Linked DNA regions of Sus scrofa: all the other regions are linked to region 1. The links are chromatin contacts, called in public HiChIP or PLAC-seq maps. All regions are on one chromosome and are shown on one strand. Each heading gives the region's core, a stretch centred on a gene start, on an enhancer-like site or on the middle of the called end of the contact. The rest is flanking DNA. Distances are from core to core; before and after follow the strand shown. Region 1 overlaps GNS (N-acetylglucosamine-6-sulfatase). Region 2 overlaps RASSF3 (ras association domain-containing protein 3). Region 3 overlaps RASSF3 (ras association domain-containing protein 3).

Region 1 (2,897 bases), core at 134-2,633:
GTCTGTGGCCCACAAGCTGCTTGTGCCTGCAGGCAGAGTCAGGAGGGGAGAGAGGGGAAGAAACTTATTACCTTCTGTAATTAAAGCAGAAAATAGAAGGCAAGACCTTCAAAGGGCAAGGTCTCAGAAACTAGACTTGTAAGGTCTAGTGAGAGCTGACATCTGAAGTTTTATTTTTGCCTGACAATTGAGAAAATTCAAAAGAGAATAGATATAAAAGGACTGTAACCTGTACTATAAAAATCTTAAGTTCTTCTATTTATTTATTTTTTGGGAGACACACCTGCAGCATGTGAAAGTTCTCAAGCCAGGGATTAAATCCGAGCTGCAGCTGTGACCTACTTAGCCTACTGTGTCGGGCTGCGTTATTGAACCAGCACCACCACAGAGACAATGTCAGATACTTAACCTGCTACACTACAGTGGGAACTCCACATTCTATTTTAAAAAGCAGTCTGGGATATATGACACCAATTGATGAATGATACAATATTATTTCTAACACTAGACATGTCTAATGTCACTATTTCCCCCCAATCTGTACTTCTTTCTCCAAATTGGATTTAAAAGAGATGGGCTCCACAAAGATGTATATAAATTTTGCCTTCCAGTAGTTGCCCTCAGATTATCACTTATAAAGAAGGAAGTGAGCCTGAGGGAAGCTTTCTTTCCTCCTTGTTGTCCAAAGTGCTTATAAGCTAAAAATAAACAATTTCTGAGAAACACCACGAGCATCGGCTCCATATGGCAAGATGTGGGTGGCCAGGCACAGGAGGTGAGCACTTGCCGATAGGCAGCATGAAACCACAAGGGACAGGAGTCTGTGTGATCTGTAGACAATTCACACTGATCTGGGTTGGCCAAGAGCCACCTTCCTCCAAGGACGCTTTGACCCGTCACTGCTCATCTATTTGAGCATCGCTGGACCTGGCTGTGGTGGGGACAGCAGGAGCTGAACAAGGTGGCTGCCAGCAAGCTTTCTGGGATAGGCCCTGAATCCTTTCACCTCCACTCCTTTCTTTTTTTTTGGTCTTTTGTCCTTTTAGGGCTGCACCCGCAGCATATGGAGGTTCCCAGGCTAGGCGTCTAATCGGAGTTGTAGCTGCCAGCCTATGCCAGAGCCACAGCAACACCAGATCCAAGCCGCGTCTGCAACCTATACCACAGCTCACAGCAACGCCGGATCCTTAACCCACTGAGTGAGGCCAGGGATTGAACCCACAACCTCAAGGTTCCTAGTTGGATTCGTTTCCGCTGTGCCACAATGGGAACTCCTCCACTCCTTTCTAGGAAAGGCCTCCATGCCTTTCACCACCTCCACCTCACCCCAACTATCAGGGAAGTTAACAGACCAGGCATGAAGCATTCTGAAACAGGAAACTGTGTGCATTTCAAGGGTATGTGTGGGTGGTGGTGGGAGTGAAGAAAACCCCACCCATGGAGGACAGACAAATCAAGCATAGCCTTATGAAATTCCTTCTCCCTACCTGAAGGAATCATAAGTGGAAAGACAGATAAGAAACACATCTTTCCCAGGGAGCATCCTTGGAATTGCTCTTCTGCCACAAAGCCTGGCCAACAAAGCCCTGGGGTGACACACGGGAGGATGCAGTAGGCTGTCTTACCTCCTGGTCATCAAACTCACAATACTGTAAATTCCACAGGTGCGACATGGTCCTCACGCAGGCATAGGTGTTGTTATACGCATCTTCACACACACAGTCCGGGAAACATTGCTGTGGGGACATTTCAGAGTTAAATGACGATCATTATTCTACTGTAACAAATATGACCTGCCTTTAGGGGGCAACCAGGTTGGCCCAAGCTAGATGTACAACTGGACAGAAATGAGGAAACCTTACCCAGAGAAGTAGGTAAAACAGGAGTGTTCCCTGGTGGCTCAGTGCATTAGGGATCTGCTGTTGCTGTGGCTCAGGTTTGATCCCCGGCCTGGGAACTTCCGCCTGCCATGGGTCTGGCCAAAAAAAAAAAAAAAAAGATAGGCTTTGTTCCTTACTGAGGGCTGACTCAATTAAGGAACATGAGGTCTGGCTGTTTTGTTTGTAGACTGTTGCCATCCCTGCCTGCTAACCCCTTGGCAAGAATTAGTGGTAATGAGACCTGTCGTACGTGTTGGAAATAGAAGAAATTAATATACACAAGTCACTACTAAGGTATATTAGGTTCTGTTATCCTAAACGTTGGCGAAAAAGGCTAAAATGAACTCTGTGGAATCATCTGCAGGCACGTTGTTTACAAGTGTTCTTTTTAAGCAACAATGACTTAACTCTTATTTCGTCACATCTTCCCTACTATCTTTTGGTTGCTTCTTTACTATATCTTAACACGTTGGTATTAGGCTTCCACTTGTAATAGACTCTGCTATTTCCTCTTCTCTAGAGAGGCTAATGTCGCTCTTAGCACCTCCATGACCAGCTTGGCTGCCACTAAAGCAAGACACTCATTATGGCAGGGTTACAGGTGGGAGCCCCTCAATAAAAAGTTACTTCGGAGTTCCCACTGTGGTGCAACAGGATCAGTGGCTTCTTGAGAGCGCTGGGGCACAGGTGCGATCCCTGACCTGGCACAGTCAGTTAAGGATCTGGTGTTGGCCCGCTGTGGCTTAGGTTGCAAATGCAACTCAGATCCGATCCCTGGCCTGGGAACTCCACAGGCCAAAGGACGGGAAGGGTAGGAAAACAGAAAGCGTTACTGATAAAGTGAGAAGATGGGCAGATACATACATGCGAAGAGCATGTTTCGACAGTAGGTCGAAAGCAACGTTTTCAGGGTTGTTGAGTTTCCCTGTGTCCACCTCCTCAACTCCCAGAGTCAAGTGACAAAGTCAAGTGACAGGAGGAGGACTGGGGTAAAGGGTTTCAACACTTAGCACATCT
Region 2 (2,897 bases), core at 103-2,602, 160 kb before region 1:
AAAAAAAAAAAGTCTTTAGGGGACAATCTGCTCATTAAAAACACAGAACCTGCCTATCGTGTATTTGACTTCCTTCTTCATCCTCAAGCTTGTGAATGTCTGTGGCTTCCTCTAACTCTGGCCTTAGTTGGCTCAGATTTGATCTTGGCTCTCTCAGACTCTGCCCGACAAGTTGTATAAGCTTTGGAGGATAGATTGCTGGATGTAGTATTTTCTTTGAAACGTGAACCTCAAGCACAGGATGTATCTTTGTCAATGACAGATTTAGTTGAAAAGTGGACAGGCGCTGATGATAGGCTTGTCTCCTCAGAATGCTTATTTTGGTGCCATCCTAAAGCTGATGCTTAGTGGCTGCTGGGTTAGGAGGACAAATGTTTTAGCTTAGCCTTTTCTCCTTGATAAGTATCATCTGGGTGTCATATTAATATCAGGGGACAGATAAGGCTGAACGCGACACCATCACTTGACCTCATCTCTGATTGAGGAATTCTCTCTGTGACCAAGCAATCTGAGGAGAAGGCCGTTTCCCAAGTGTGTTTTGAATTTTAATATCTTTTCATACTGGCCTCTTTCTTTGTCGAGATACCATGTGTGCATCTGGCTTAAGTTGCTGACTAGAAAATTGAGACATACTTCTAGCTGGTAGCCAGAAACAAAGGGAAAAATTGTCTAAAGAGCCATTTAGCTGCCTGCCTTTCACTGCACACACCCCCTCTTCTACATAAACGGCCCCCGCAAGAATCTAACTGCTTTTGTCTTAACATCCGTCATGGCATTTCCCACAGGGTTCTCTGTAGCATTGCAAAAGTGAGGATTGGCATTCCCTGGTGGCTCAGTTAAGGATCCGGCATTGTGGCTGCTGTGGCACGGGGGTCAATCCCTGGCCTGGGACCTTTCACATGCCATGGGTGTGGCCAAAAATAAAAAATAGGAGTTCCTGCCTGTGGTACAGCAGATTAAGGATCCAGTGTTGTCTCTGCAGCAGCTTGGTTGATGCGGAGGTGCAGGTTCAATCCCTGGCTCCGTGCAGTGGATTAAGGATCCAGCATTGCTGCAGCTGCACCTTGGATTTGATCCCTGGCCCAGGAACTCCCATATGCCGTGGGTGCAGCCAAAATCAATGAATGAATGCATGAATAAATAAATATAATAATAAAATTTTTAAAAAGGAAAAGCAAGGATTCTGCCATTCCAGCGGAGTTCATCACAGCCTGGTAAAGCCTGCCGCAGGGGAGGGTCTTGAAGGGTTCTCAAGTCATCTACCAAACCAGATTCTGGGTTAAGATGTTTCTAAAGACCTCACTCAAGGTTCCGCCCTTTGGGAGTTCCCACCGTGACGCAGCGGAAGCGAATCAGACTAGGAACCATGAGGTTGCAGTTTCAATCCCTGGCCTTGCTCAGTGGGTTAAGGATCTGGCGTTGCCGTGAGCTGTGCTGTAGGTCGCAGACATGGCTCGGATCCCGTGTTGCTGTGGCTCTGGCGTAGGCCAGCAGCTGTAGCTCCGATTGGACCCCTAGACTGGGAACCTCCATATGCCACGGGTGCAGCCCTAAAAAACCAAAAACAACAAAAAAAGGTTGTATCCTTTGAACTCTGCCTGCTTCTCAGCTCCTTAGAAGCCACTGAGGATGGTTCCAGGAGTTGGCAGTGACTTCATCTGGAAGCATTTTCCTGAAACATGTAAATATTTATACCTTAGGAGGCTCTCTGACTCCAGAAATGTATACACCAATGTGTGCGCTGTGGAGGCAAAGCGTAACTCACGGGATGCTCTGAGGGGAGACCCAGTTTTACCGAAGTGAAAAGAGAATCTTAAATTCCAGCAACAGGAATAACCCATCAGAGGAAAGGGCTGAGAGAACAGAGAGGCAGCACCTGAAAGTCAGGCTTCCAGATGGTAACTGGCTTGCGGAAGAGGCGCCTGGGGAATGTCATGTCTGAGTTTGTCCTGCTCTGTGTTTATAATGACACACCACAGAGACTGGGCCCTGACCTCCTGCACAGAGTAGACTGTCAGGTTTTCAAGACAAGGGCTTCAGCGGACCGTGAGGCCACCCGGCAATGGGAAATGAGGACACCCTCCCCGCCCCAACCTGAAGGCAGCTCTGAAGCCTCACTGTTACCTGGCAACGGAGGAGGGAGCCCTCCAGTGAGTTCTGTCTGGAGATGGGCTGAGGCTTCAGCCTGTACATTTCCTGGTCATTCAACACTTTCCTCTGTACTTTCTTTTCTTTAAGACACCTGTGTTTTTTGGCTACCATCAGGGGTGAAAAAGCCAAGCCCTTGGCAGCCTCCCCTGATCTGGCGTTAATAGCATCACACCAGTCATTTCCAGCAATTATCTCCCCATCATAGTTGTCCGGTGGAGAGATGTGTGACACTTTCTGTTTGTGGTTCCAATGCATTCATTAGAATTGGGAGATGAGGAGTTCCCCCTGTAGCTCAGTGGGTTAGGGACCCAACGTTGTCTCTGTGAGGATGTGAGTTAGATTAATTTTTTGGCTGCACCCACAGCATGTAGAAGTTCCTGGGCCAGGGATCGAACCCACGCCGAAGCAGTGACCGTGCCAGATCCTTAACCCCCTGAGCCATCAGGGAACACTCATTCTATTCCTTCGATAGCCAGAGGGCAAACATCCTTCGACCAGGCTCAGATTTCATAGCTTATAAATTTTCTCTTATCCTGAATTAGACTGATTTCCACCACCACCCCCCTTTTGTGCTTTTTTTTTTTTTTTTTTTTTTTTGGCTTTTTGTCTTTTTAGGGCCGCACCTGTGGCATGTGGAGGGTCCCAGGTTAGGGGTCGAATTGGAGCTATTGCCGCCGGACTACGCCCCAGCCCCAGCAAAGCCAGATCTAAGCCGTGTCTGTGACCTACACCACAGCTCAGGGCAA
Region 3 (2,897 bases), core at 298-2,797, 130 kb before region 1:
ACATAGCTAATAAAATGCAATTTTTTTTTTTTTTCCTGTTAAAGAGAAGCTGAATAGGATTGCTCGTTTTTATCTGACGGGTTGTGGGCAAGCAATAGGGTGAAGATGCTGAAAGGAGTATGGTAGCCTTTAAACGACTTTTGGTAGTTTGGCTATTTCCAATGTGCTCCTGAAGGGAATCAGGATATGTTACCCCAAAATAGGGCACATGTAGATAAAATTTTTTTTTGAATGGAAGGCAACTGAGGAACGGCCAGCTCAGGGAAAGCTCTAAAACCAGAGTATAAACTTCCCTTTTGTAAAGGAAATTTACATTTTTATAAAGGAAATTTCCATTTGTAAAAGCATTTTCCTCTCCTTGGTATAAAGAGGAGAATGACTGGAGACTATCAGCTGAGATGACTTGAGTCTGCTTTACAAACCTTCCTAACAGCTGTTATTTACCATACATTTCCTGGTGACCTTCCTACAACCTTCCCCTCCTCCCTGCCTTAGCCTTATCTAACTAAACCCCCTTCACACTGATATAAAGATATTTAAGCCCTAGTCTCTCCATCTCTTTGGCTTTTCAGTTCTTTCCTGGAAACCTGCCTGATGTCTATGTAATAACTTTTTTTCTCCTGTTAATCTGTCTTTTGTCAGTTTAATTTGTAGGGCTCCAGATCTAAGAATACAGAAGACAAAATTTCTCACTCCCCCTATTACCTCCCCAGGTAGAATATACTTTCAGGACGTATAATGATTGTTTAAAACCCCGGAGAGAATCATGAGATATTTGTTGAAAGAAACATTAAATCATGGTTGTAGTAGCTTTAAAAAAAGTCCAGGAATTCCCGTCGTGGTGCAGCAGAAATGAATCCAACTAGGAACCATGAGGTTGCAGGTTCCATCCGTGGTCTCGCTCAGTGGGTCAAGGATCTGGCGTTGCCATGAGCTCTAGTGTAGCTCGCAGACGTGGCTCAGATCTTGCATTGCTGAGGCTGTGGTGCAGGTCGGCAGCTGTAGCTCCTATTCGACCCCTAGCCTGGGAACCTCCATATGCTGCAGGTGCAGCCCTAAAGAGCAAAAAAAAAAAAAGAAAGAAAAGAAAAGAGCCAAAAATCAGGGGTTCCAGCATTGCATTGCTGCAGTTGTGGCACAGGTTGAGTCTGCAGCCTGGATTTGATCCCTGGCCCAGAAACTTCCATATACCTCGAGTGTGGCCGAAAAAGAAAATAAACAAATAAATAAATAAATACGAAATCATGGTAAACTAGAAAACAGCTGGCAAAGTCAAAGATACATGATTGTCCTACATCTTGATGGGGTCATGCTGGGTCCCACCTTTGCATACGTTTTTTCCAACTTGTTGAACTGTCCTCATCACTTGCCTCTTTTGAGCTTAGCAGGAGACTGAATTTTGTTAGATTGTTTTTGACCAAGGCAGTCAATGATACAAAGTTCAAGGATTTGACAGTTAAGGTTTCCCAATGCCCCACCAGGGCTTATCCTCTCTGAGCTGCATGAAGCTCTCACAAAACCACAGGAAGTTTCACAAGAGGTGGCTGAGCTTGTTTGCCTGCTCTTCTCAGGTTAGTGTTACAACACAAGCCCCCTGCCCTGCCTCTCAACCCTCTCCTCTATGTCGGACCCAGGCTGGTAGTTCCCAAAGTCTTAGCAGTTAAGGTCTTAACTCCTTGGCTTATGTTTCAACACGTTCACCCCTCATCTCTCTGATCAACTTCTTTTCTCATCTTCAAGTATTTGATTAAGGTCACCCGCTTAAGTTTTTGCGGGTGACCTTCCTTCTCATCCCTGAACTTCCTACTCTCTTCTCTGCTTCTCTCTCTCCTTTATTTATTTTTTATTTTTTGGTGGCACCTGCAGCATGAGGAAGTTCGCAGACACACACCGCAGCAGCAACCTGAGCCGCTGTAGTGACAATATCAGATCTTTAACCCGCTGCACCGCCAGGGAACCCTCTTGTTTCTCTCCTTTATGACTCAGCACATCTCTTCACATTTTCAGATCTTTGGTTTATATTTTCACACATTCTTCCTGCATTTAATGATGGCCTTGGCACAGTCTGTCTATCATTATTACGTAATTGTTTCATGGGGCATGTTTTTCTCACCAATTGAAGTACAAGCTTTTGGAGGGCAGGGAACTTATCTAACATTTTCTTTTATATTTACCTGGTTTTCCTGGCACTGTGCACATAGTGAGGTCTGAATTTGTACTTAATATGGAAAGAATGGAGGTTACAGAGCACCAGAGGAGAACAGGAGAGCCGCTTTTATTCCCTCCAGAAATCTATCCTCACCAGCAATTCTCTTCTTTTATATGTACAGTTTATGCAGCCCTGTGTAAGCTGCTGGTAAGGCTCCCTCCACAGAAATTCCGAAGCCACCACTAGGTTTTTGTCTGTATTTAAGAAGGATCAATATCTCCCTGGAATACCTTTCCTTAACAACAAAAAGCATTAATGTTTACCCAAAGCAGTTGTCTTAAAGATTTCAAAGTCAGATATTTTGGGCTCTGGGTTACAAGTCTTATTTACTGAAAAACATTCATCAGACCTCTGTCTTGTATTTGTGATAAATATTCCATATTTATATGGGGGAGAATTTTCCTCTATCCCTCGGAAGTTCTCTTGGCTGGTCTAATAATCAAACTGACAGATTAGCAGGAGAAAAGCAAATTTAATTTCATACACATGGGAATCCCACCGTTCAAAGACAGAAGTGTAAAATTTTAGAGGTAAAACTAGAGACTGGGAAAGCAGCCTGCGTCTTCAAAGGGGAGGAGGGCAATTCATCAGACAATAAGAGCAGGGAAGTCCCATCATGGCTTGGCGGTGACAAACCCGACTAGTATCTGTGAGGATGAGGGTTGATCCCTGCTCTTGCTCAGTAGAC

Evidence for each region. HiChIP or PLAC-seq counts read pairs in DNA pulled down with a chosen protein or histone mark.
Region 2: a contact with region 1 is called in an H3K27ac HiChIP or PLAC-seq map of alveolar macrophages. The contact joins two enhancer-like sites.
Region 3: a contact with region 1 is called in an H3K27ac HiChIP or PLAC-seq map of alveolar macrophages. The contact joins two enhancer-like sites.

The regions. Positions count from the first base shown.
Region 1 is chr5:29,138,123-29,141,019 of Sscrofa11.1, forward strand. GNS (N-acetylglucosamine-6-sulfatase) reads right to left here. Exons shown (of 14, transcript XM_021091947.1): 12 at 1,626-1,736. Among named protein-coding and RNA genes, the nearest start is that of GNS, 51 kb to the right of the region's middle. Within about 2 kb of position 1,384, at least 3 of the 83 cell types and tissues checked have an H3K27ac peak or open chromatin away from gene starts, as enhancers often do. A contact at or near this core is called in alveolar macrophages, where this site is marked.
Region 2 is chr5:28,982,894-28,985,790 of Sscrofa11.1, forward strand. The region is part of intron 2 of RASSF3 (ras association domain-containing protein 3); the gene reads left to right. Among named protein-coding and RNA genes, the nearest start is that of RASSF3, 35 kb to the left of the region's middle. Within about 2 kb of position 1,353, at least 4 of the 83 cell types and tissues checked have an H3K27ac peak or open chromatin away from gene starts, as enhancers often do. A contact at or near this core is called in alveolar macrophages, where this site is marked.
Region 3 is chr5:29,008,489-29,011,385 of Sscrofa11.1, forward strand. All of the region lies in intron 2 of RASSF3 (ras association domain-containing protein 3), which reads left to right. Among named protein-coding and RNA genes, the nearest start is that of RASSF3, 60 kb to the left of the region's middle. Within about 2 kb of position 1,548, at least 10 of the 83 cell types and tissues checked have an H3K27ac peak or open chromatin away from gene starts, as enhancers often do. A contact at or near this core is called in alveolar macrophages, where this site is marked.